Linked DNA regions of Rattus norvegicus: region 1 is linked to region 2. The links are chromatin contacts, called in public Hi-C maps. All regions are on one chromosome and are shown on one strand. The core of a region is the stretch at or near the end of the contact, and the rest is flanking DNA. Distances in the headings are between cores, read along the strand shown. Region 1 has its middle 13 kb from the start of Trnac-gca31. Region 2 has its middle 15 kb from the start of Dnajc13.

Region 1 (5,343 bases), core at 2,120-4,619, 120 kb after region 2:
CTCTCTGAAGGCATCCTCAGGTGTCTGGAAACCTGCGATTTAATCCCCAGTTGAGCCTCTTCCGGCATTGCCGCTTGAAATTTCCCACTATCCTTTGTGCGTCAGAAATGCTTACTGAAGTGGAACACAGGGGCAGGAAAGACACAGAGCAGCCTAAGGAAGGTCGTGGTGAAAGCTCTCCCCATGGCTTAGACAAGATGGTGTGCTGTTCATCAAGAGTTCTAACGTAATGAATGAAAAAAACACTGGGCTGCTTGTTACCATCTTGCCCCAGTACTTGTAAACATCTTCAGTAAAACCTTTCCCCACTCCCGGCCTCTCCCCGCATCGTGAACACCAGGGGGCACGGCTGGGCTCTGTGCACAGTGACGGTAGAAGAGCTCATCAGTTCCTCCTGAATGAGAGCATCAGCATACAGCAGGGGAGCCTCCAGCCCCTATATGGTTTCTTGCTTAAACCAATCAAAACGAAATAACATTAAAATTCTCTTCGCATTTATGTTTTTCCTTCTGGGTTAGTAGTGACCATTATGTTGGGCAGTGCAGATATAGAATAATTCTGCTATTCCAGAAAAAAATCTATTATTGTTGTTTTAGACTCTATCTCCATTAGTTTCATAAAAACTACAGTGGCATCATTGCTCAGCTATGACGTATATATGAGAAACGCCATCGATGCGTAGCATATAATGACATATCTGAGAATTAGTCGTGGCAAAACAGCCTTAAGTAGACAATATCTGCCCATAAAAATCTGAGAAATCCATTCAACCTACACGTTGCTGTGTGCCCACTCTGCCAGGTAATAGCTGAGGGTTGGAGGTTGCAAAGTAATCTGCCCGATACCTGCCTGGCTTTCTAGGTGTTCATTATCTAGTTGAGGGAAGAGATGGGGATACAAATGCCACAATGCGGTGTGACAGGTATAATTACTGAAGTGTGTTTGAAGTGTGGAGCCAATACAAAGGGAGGTTTAATAAGCTGTTTCTACCCGGAAGGTGGCAGTTGGCATTTGAAGTGTGTGTGCAGGGACAAGCAGTATGGCTGCTTGGCTAGAGAAAGGAAGGAGGGGCGATTTAACTAGGGTTCGCTCATTTCAGGCCCCTGTGAAAAGGAACACACGGCCAGTTACCCCAAGGAAAGGAGGCAGCCTGCAACCCCCATTACCTCCAGCACAAATGTTCGCTAAACTTGAAGGTGAACTAGGCTGGCAGGATCAGGAATACCAAGCTGGGTTAGCGTCACAGGAGCCACATTTCTTCAGAAGTTATTATGGTCTGGTGAAGCTCCAAGTTTGGTGACAAGAAATGGTGCCGGGGGTTTTGAATCAAACTCTGGAGGAAAAAAAGATATTTCGTGACCTGGAGATCATGGCACTTGCTTGTGGGGAGCGGAGGGGATGCAGTGAGTGGTAAATAGAGGAGAAGAAAGGGAAGCAGCCTTTTAGATCTAGTGGTAAGTTTCATTTTGATAAATGCTTGTGGGTTCTTCCCAGAGTTAAAACAGTGCATTAGGTGGAGTGGTTCTGTTCAACCCTTATCGACTGTAAACATACATGGGCACCTAGAGAAAGGTGTTGCCTCGTAACCCCCTGTCAGTTCAGCTCCAGGGGATCTGAAGCCCTTTTGGCTTCTTTGGGTGCTGCACTCACACAGAACACACAGACTGACAAACACATAATTGAAATAAACTAAACCCAGAAAGCAGGCATTTCAGAAGCTGGTTAGGAATGGAGATTCTCCCACAGGTTCCCAGTGCACCCAGATGTCCCAGGTATAACTTACACAACTGGCTCCGGTGAACACAGTTCCAGAAACACTTTTTAAAAAAAAATCAGAACAACCAATTAGGGAAAGAAGAAGTCACTAGAATACTTGGAATCTCCTTTTTCTTTTTCTTTTTCTTTTTGTTTTGTTTTGTTCTGCTCATTAATGTCTTTTCTTTTATTGGATATTTTCTTTATTTACATCAAATGGTATCCCCTTTCCTGGTTTCCCCTCCAGAAACCCCCATCTCCTCCCCCTCCCCCTGCTTCTATGAGAGTGCTCCCCCACCAGCTCACTCACCCCCTCCCATCAGGAAGAAAATGACTTAGTACGATAAATATTAATTTTGACTTCCAGGGAAATCTTCATTAGGGAGAAAATGGCAGATGGATCCCAGAAATTAGTCACTAGACATGGAAAGTGGCTGATCACATTAGGAATGCTGAGGAGAAGAATTGCCTGGATTCTCAGATTTATTTAATTTGTTATATGCATTTAGTGGCGATCATCTGTTTGGCTCTACAAATCGGGGAAATGGGTAGGGCTTGACTAGCCACAGCTTTGAGTGAAATGCCAAGCAGCGACCGAGTGGAAATCAAAGTCTTAGTTGAAACCAACATTCTCTCAAAGACCCCTTTGACATTCCCAGAGGAAATGCTGCCCACCAACTGAAGAGGTAGCTCAGTGTCTTAGGTCACCTTTGTGGATCTGCCCTCAAAAGACCAAAACGAAAACCCCTGCTTTGAGGGATCCTCAGGAGAAGAGCTCCTCTCGGTTAGAAATGGATGAGATGGACATGAGAGCAGACTGAAGACGATGATCTGAATCTCGAGGAGAGCACCGAGGATTCCTGCACTTCTTGGAATAGAGACGGTGTGTAACGGATAGTGAGTAAGGTATTTTGACCCTCTGGCTTTCCTTATGTTTGATCTTGGCCCTATAGCTTCATTTAATTTGCTGGTTGAGTTTTACGTGAATAATGTTTGGATCTTATAGGAAGCTCACAAAGGGCTTGTGGGAATACAGAAAATCATCAAGAGAGTTCTAAAGAGAAATAGACCGCACAGGGCCTCCTGGGAAAGATGGCTGAGGGCAAGGGTCAGAATACCAAGCCCCAGGAGAGTGTAGAAAGTCAGAATGCCCTTGGCAAAGGCTGAAAATATCACTAAATATAACCATTATTGCTCTGGTAGGGAGCTCTGTCTTCTTCGTTTGCCAGAGAATCATTGATCTGTGTGTTATCCTTCTGACAGGTTGGTAACTCGCTGCTTAGCCCCAGGAATGGATGACATTGCTCCCAACTAGGTCCCTTAACCCCAAGCTACTCGGAAATAGAACTCGGAGGCTTTATATTTACAGAGCTGATCTTTCTGGGTGACAGAAATCTTGAGGGTTGAATGGGGAAGAAATCCTCCTGTGGCCAGAGAAGTTCAGAAAACCTTAGAAGGAAGGGGTGGAGGGGGCTGTGGTATCCGGGGAGTGGGAAGAGCTTCCTTGAGATATCTATTCTCAAAGCATCACCTTTGATTCATTTCCTCCAGCCTCCTTTGCGGACCATCTGACTCATGATGTAGAAACTCCACATTGTTCAAGTGCGTGGTCATCAGCAACAGCAGCTGCCTAACCAGCCTGTGGTCTTTAGGCCTCTACTCTAAAGAAATTCTAACAAGAAGAAGCAGAGCAAAATGTCTCAATAGGCAGTGTGTCTGACTCTAAGGAAACTCTCATCAGACAATGGTCCAAGTGTGGCCTCTGAACCAGCACCAGCAGCATCACCTTGGAAACTGTGGGAGATGCAAATTCTGTACTTACCTGGAACTTTAGCCATTGTCACCACCACCTCCTCTACCACTAACCCCATCACCATCACCATCACCACCACCACCCCATAGCTTTGTAAGTTTGGTGCCCCTGAGAGCCCAGAAATGTTCAGTTTGGAAAATTTTCGGTATTTGGGGAAATTTGTGGAAGCACATCTCCCCTCTCACTTGAAGGCATGCTTGGAAAATGGAACAAAATTCAATGTTTCTCCCTTTACTCATTGTAATAGTATATAATGTGAGCAACAGAAATAGGAGGTTTTGCTATCCCCACATCCTGCCTCCTCTCAGACAGGGCATGTACCCCTGGCTGGCCTGGGGCTAACTGTGTACACTATGTAGTCCTAGAACTCACAGAGATCTGCCTGTCTCTGTCTCCCAAGTGCTGGGACTAAAAGGCACATGCTATCAGAGCAGGGTGCTTTTTTAGTTTTTTTTTTGTTTTATTGACTATTTATTTCTTTTTTTAAAAAGATAGTTTGGATGTATAGCTCAGGCTGCCCTTGATCCTGCCTCTGCCTCCCAACTATATTAGAATTACAGGTGTGTGCCAGCAGGCCTAGCACCACCTTGAAATGTTTTTGTTATGCAGGAGAAACTATAGTAAATTATAAAGCTACAGAAGACACTCAGATACCAAGGCTTTGATCGCTAGAGGTAGTGGTACACCCCTACAATGAGGCAGGGGGGTTGCATGCTTTGAGCCAGCCTGAGCTACATAGTGAGACCTTGTTTCAAAGAGAGTCTTCTAGGATGTACAGCCATCTTGGTAAATTCATAGAATGGAAGATGGAAATGTAGAGAGTGGGTACAAGTCTTCCTGCCTTCCTCATCTGTCGTCAGTAATGGCGGTTCTCCTCATAAAAGCACAGGCTTGCTGGGTAGAACAGCTTCTCCCTTCCTCTGTGCCTTTTCATCTTGTGCCTTGAGTTGCTGCTGTGCTCTCTACCTTTATCACCATGCCTGGCTTCTTTCTTTGAAGAGATGGCCAGAATGTTACTATTTCTGCCAGAGCTAGACCAAGGTATACCAGTTGGCCTTTTCCAACTCAGCTGGCTGTGTGAAATTTCACCTGTACCTCTATATGTTTCTGGACTCAGCTTTAGATGAAGACAGCTCAAGTCAACTGAATTAAACAGAAATGGTAGAGTTACTGGATTGATCAAAGGAAAGCATTGAAAGCCCAGTTAAGTTTGATTTTTTTTTCTTTTTTTCGGAGCTGGGGACTGAACCCAGGGCCTTGCGCTTGCTAGGCAAGTGCTCTACCGCTGAGCTAAATCCCTAACCCCAAGTTTGAATTTTTGATAAATAGTACATAATTTTACAGACTTAGTAAATCCCATTTAAAAATTATTATTTATTTGAAATTCAAATTTAGTTGACCTATCATTTTCTTTTCCTTGTTTGTTTGTTAGCTTGCTTGCTTGTTTTGTTTTTCTGAGATAGGGTCTTACTGTGTAGCCTAAGCTGTCTTTGAACTCCTGATCCTCCTGCCTCAGTCTCCTAAGTGCTGAAATTACAGTTGTGTGCTGCCAGGCCTGGGCAGTTTACCCCAAATGATTACTCTCAGGAACGAGAGTTCTTATCCAATTGTCTCATCCAGGAGATAGTCATTTGTTCATTGTTTTTCACATATGAGTATATGTATGTATGTGTATGTCTGTTCACATGTATATGGGTGCATGGGGTGAGGAGGACACATGTACATGTGTGTTTCTATACATGGAGGTAAGAGGCTAACATGGGATGACTTCTTCA
Region 2 (5,040 bases), core at 1,131-3,630:
TCTTCCTCCACCTGGTGAATTTTCGGTCAACCTGCGTTCCACGAATTCCTGTCTCTACTGGCTGGTTTTGTGTGTCAACTTGACACAAGCTGGGGTTATCACAGAGAAAGGAGCCTCAGTTGTGGAAACGCCTCCATGAGACCCAGCTGTAAGGCATTTTCTCAACTAGTGATCAAAGCGGGAGGATCCAGCCCATTGTGGGTGGTGCCATCCCTGGGCTGATGGTCCTGGGTTCTATAAGAGAGCAAGCTGAGCGAGGCAGGGGAAGCAAGCCAGCAAGTAACGTCCCTCCATGGCCTCTGCATCAGCTCCCGCTTCCTGACCTGCTTGAGTTCCAGTCCTGACTTCCTTTGGGGATGAACAACAATGCGGAAGTGTAAGCTGAACAAACCCTCTCCTCCCCCAACTTGCTTCTTGGTCCTGATGTTGTTCAGGAATAGAAACCCTAAGACACTATCTCAAAAAAGGTAGAGGGAGAAGCTTGCGTAACCGAACCTCTCTCTGCAGTTTGTTGACTTCTCAAATGGTCTTCATAGTCAACCTCAAACCAACAGAACCAGCATCAGCTGAGAGCTCCTCCACTGACTGATGCCTGGCTTTCTGGAGATCTGCAGAGTCCGGTCTGTCCAATGCAATAGACCTTGAACTTCAGAGCCAGCGTGCATCGACTTACGTTCTGTTTTGCATATATATATATCCTCCAAAAATGCTGAATTTGACCATACTGTGTACTCAGATTCCTCATTTGAGAGATGAAGGCAGAGGTAATATCCATTTCAAATATCTGTTAACCCCGCTAAGCATTTAGAACAGCGTTCTCGATACAGTAACTGCTCTAAAGCCCCCTGTATTACAGGTAGCAATATTTTACCAGGCGCTTCTGGGACCTGCAAGCAACAGCCATATAGACCCGCATCTCCTATGTCACAGGTTCGTATGTTACTCATGGGCACACTCATCAAATTTGCATTTAAAAAAAAAAACCCTTTAAGTTTGAGTCGTGGAGTCCCGGTTAGTGGGTTTGGGTTTGGGTTTGGGTTTGGGTTTGGTTTGGGTCAGCTTCACACAGGTGCAGTCATCTGAAAGATAGAATCACAAGGAGTAAATTCCTCCATCAGATTGGCCTGTAGGCAAGCCTGTGGGGCATTTTCTTAATTGGTGATTGATGTAGCCAGGTGCAACCCATTGTGAGTCCTTCTGTCCCCGGCAGGTGGCCCCAGAAGTTTTTGTTTGTTTGTTTTTAAAGCCTGGCTTCTGCTTCAGATCCTGCCTCAGCTTCCTGCACTGACTTCTCTTCATGATGAACTGGAAGATAGAAGATGACGTTTTTTTCTGATGTGAGCCTATGTAGGGTTGTGGGACCCACATCTGCTCCGCCACAGGGCTCTGATGCCCGGGGAAGCTGGATGTGGGAAGTTTGACCGCCCTTACCCGATGCTGTGGAAGGGCTGGTGTCAGGCTGTATAGGGCACTCTGGGACACTGTTTCAGGGGCCGGGAAGCGTTGTCTGTGGCGCAGGACATAGCTGGGGTGGGGTGGGGGAATCCCCAGGCCTTCAAGGAGGCCCGGGCTATCTGGTTCTCAGGCTCTTGGGCATCCAGGCGCAGCTGGGAGCTGTGGAAAGCTGAGAACGGAGTAGGGGCCTGGGTCTGGCTCTAGCCCGGGGCCCAGGGGGAAAGAGAGAGCTCCGGCTTGTCTCAGGGAAAGCCTTTGGCTTGATTGCAATGGGCTTGAGCTTGGTTTGGCTGCGACCATGGCTGGGAGCACAGAGAGGCCTTCTACAGGAGATTAGACAACGACTCTGTAGGCAAAGGTCTTCTCCATGGCTCCTTACAGCAGATCCTAATGAAGAGGGACAGTCCATGGTTTTAAGGCATTTATTGTCATGGAGGAAAGTGGATGAGTAAAACCGTACCCCACTCCTCAGGGTGGGCCTGAGATTAAATACCTTTTGCAGGGAGGAGAGTCTGGGAAGGAAAGTTCATTGGCTAAACCTCCAGACCTTTAGGTACCTTGTTAAAATGGAGATCTGTCTTGAGCCTACGTCTGTGGTCACGGCCTCTACCTGTGGAGGGGTTTGGGGCGTTGCCACAAATCTATGAAGGGCTGCGGTTAGTGAATGGAGCCTGGTGCCTGGGAGTCAGGCGAAGCGTCTACTGTCCCTTAGGGTCACCAGGGTTTCTAGTTAGAATACTATTGCCAACAAGCACAATGGCCAATTGATCCATGTGTAGTAGCCTACTCCAGTTTTGTCCAACATAAAAGTCCACAGCGGGGGACCTAGGTGGATTGAGAAAGAATCCACCCTTTAGACAGAATAGAAGGTAAGGAGGGTGGGTTTGTTTTTTGTTGGTTTGGTTTTGGTGTTTTGGTTTTTGTACACTGTAGGGGGCGCAGGAGGCACTGCAGCATAGAACTGCCAGCACGTTGTGCTGGACTGTGCCTGTGTAGTAGCGGTGGAGGGCTATGGAGTTAAAAATATGTATATTAAAATCCGATGTTAATAGGGGTTGGGGATTTAGCTCAGTGGTAGAGCGCTTGCCTAGTAAGCGCAAGGCCCTGGCTCCAAAAAAAAAAAAAAAAAAAAAAAAAAGAAGAAAAAAATCCGATGTTAAAGGAAAAAGATCCGATGTTAAAGGAAAAAGAAACCTATTTGCATGTTTAATCATGTAATGAGCACATATGAACACTAGGTGGCAGAACATACCCACAAACTAGCATCTGAAACCCCAGCGAGCCTTCAGATCCAGCAATGCATAGTTTGATGACTGAGGCCTATTTTGAGAAGCACATCCTTAGGTGAGCTCATCCCAGGCTGTGCTTGCATGAACCCAGATAAATATCTCCTCTCAGACCATGAGACAATCAATCCTCCTTCTTCCCCCCACTTACATCTTGTCCCCACAGTGAGAAAAGTAACGCACAGCTCCTCCAGAGTCCTAGACGCACCTGGAGTTTGTCACCACGGATAACCGCCATCTCATCCGTGGCGTAGCCTCTGGTTAGACAGACTTCTTGAGTGTTCTCTTCCAGATGACATTCATTCGTTCCTTAGTGACATCATGCCTAGGTCACTCGAGGTTCTTGATGGTGGTCAGAGGTGTTAAAACTCTACCAGAACTCTACCAGTGTGTCTTCCTCGATTGTGGCAATTAATCTCCTCAGTTAATGGCCTTAAAAGCTGTTATGATTTCTTGATCCTTTGCTTGGATCACAAGTTGCGTTTGGAGAAAGAAACTCCACTTTGACGTGGGGATTAGGATCACTAACAGAAGGCTGTGTGGGAACAAAATCTGGATGGAGTGCTATTCTCCAAGAGGCTTTTCTATTCCGTTTGCACAGCATTTCGGGGGGGGGGGCATCTTGGAGGAGGAGCTGGGTCACTTTACTGTTTCTGGACCCCAAAGGCCTTGAACTAACTTGGCTTTGTAACGAACGGTAGGACAGCCGGGCATTCATGTCTAGACTGGGAAGATTTTCATCTATACTGACAAGTTTTCTCTAGAAAGTAACTTTTGTTGGTATCAGGAATTGCCTTCAGCAGCAACACTGTTTGGTCAGTTACTATTGCCATGGCAACAACCATACAGTCCCAGAAGACCTTTTGGCTCAATTCACACCTTCCCCTGGGAATAGTTACAGCACATTCCAAATAAAAGGCAGACTTCCTCTGCCCTCCTCTTTTCTCTTCTTTCTCTCGCCCCTTCCCCTTGTCTCATTCTCCTATTAAATCTCTCCACGTGGAACCGTGTTGGTTTGGTGTGCTCTATCCGGATGGGCATGGGCCCATATTTAACAATGAGATTTTTTTTTTTTTTTTTTTTGGTTCTTTTTTTTTCGGAGCTGGGGACCGAACCCAGGGCCTTGCGCTTCCTAGGTAAGCGCTCTACCACTGAGCTAAATCCCCAGCCCCAACAATGAGATTTTTAATAACATTGGTGGCTCGCACGCAGCTTCTGATTTCCCTGTGACTACCCCCCTCCCCCTTGGCCACCGCTGCAAGCCAGCCTCGGCATCGACAGGACAGGACAGGCCGAGGGGGGACCGCTACAGTTCTGTGCTCATCCTGCTGCTCACGCTGCTCCAAATTGAATCACCGGGTCTTCTAGGCCTCTACTGCCACCTGCTGGCTGCTGTGAGGTTCGAGACTTCTTCGACCATGTGAGTTTTGCTTCACCTGGCTGGCACGGACTTCTGCGTAAACCGCAGCTGCCTTCCGTGACACGTTTTGCTAGTTCTCGCTGCCTAGACCCCAGAGTTCCACACTCCTGCTACCAGATTGCGGGCATAATCCCCCCACCCCGATTTATTGTTAGGCTTTTCTTTTCCCGGTTGGCAGGGGGAACCCTGCTTTCCCAGACAAAAATCTGGCCAGTTTTTTTCTGGGATTCCAGGAGTTTCCTTAGCTAACATTCATGAGATAGGACCTCGATCATTGGGCAGAGCTTCCCTCGAAAGCGATCTTTCTTCCCCTCAACCCCCATTCTCGATCTGGGCTCTCACAGCTGACGGAAAACCCCAGGCCTGGGTGGGATTGCTTTCTGGCAGGTCGGAGCCCATCATAGCCTCCAGGATTCTGAGTGACAACTCAAATACCTGGCGTTGGCAAATTTCTTCCGTTGCCATTAATTTTCCCTGGGACGCTGGTGGAAATTAATTGGTGACTTCCCCCAGTGGGAAATTCGAGGTCTTTGACTGTATCCCCACATACACCATTAGGATGTCTTTTGGAGAATTTCAAAACTTTAAAATTAATGCCTCTTCTGAGGACATCAAAATTGATACACCTTTGCAACAATGTCTGGACCCAGTATTCATTAGATAATGGTTCAAAATGGCCGCATAATGGCACTCTGAATTCCTCAGTTTTACAGAATCTTCACAATTACTGCCAGCAGTCTGGTAAAAGGAAAGAGATTCTTTATGCCCAAACATTCGCTCTAACCCTCTCTGTGTTCCTCCTGCAACCCTACCCAACTCCTCTTAGCTATGAAACAGGCACATGTTATATAACTCTTATGTAACCAATCAACATAGCCT

The links. A called contact is a pair of places that touch in the nucleus more often than the background predicts.
Region 1: a Hi-C map of the A7r5 cell line shows a contact between it and region 2, with 4 times the contacts expected there. The contact joins two enhancer-like sites. A contact is called at or near these places in 8 of 12 Hi-C or Micro-C datasets (the A7r5 cell line, the Rat2 cell line, Schwann cells and 4 more).

The regions. Positions count from the first base shown.
Region 1 is chr8:113,883,597-113,888,939 of GRCr8, forward strand. No RefSeq gene overlaps it. Among named protein-coding and RNA genes, the nearest start is that of Trnac-gca31, 13 kb to the right of the region's middle. Within about 2 kb of position 3,370, at least 4 of the 93 cell types and tissues checked have an H3K27ac peak or open chromatin away from gene starts, as enhancers often do. A contact at or near this core is called in the A7r5 cell line, where this site is marked.
Region 2 is chr8:113,769,046-113,774,085 of GRCr8, forward strand. No RefSeq gene overlaps it. Among named protein-coding and RNA genes, the nearest start is that of Dnajc13, 15 kb to the left of the region's middle. Within about 2 kb of position 2,381, at least 12 of the 93 cell types and tissues checked have an H3K27ac peak or open chromatin away from gene starts, as enhancers often do. A contact at or near this core is called in the A7r5 cell line, where this site is marked.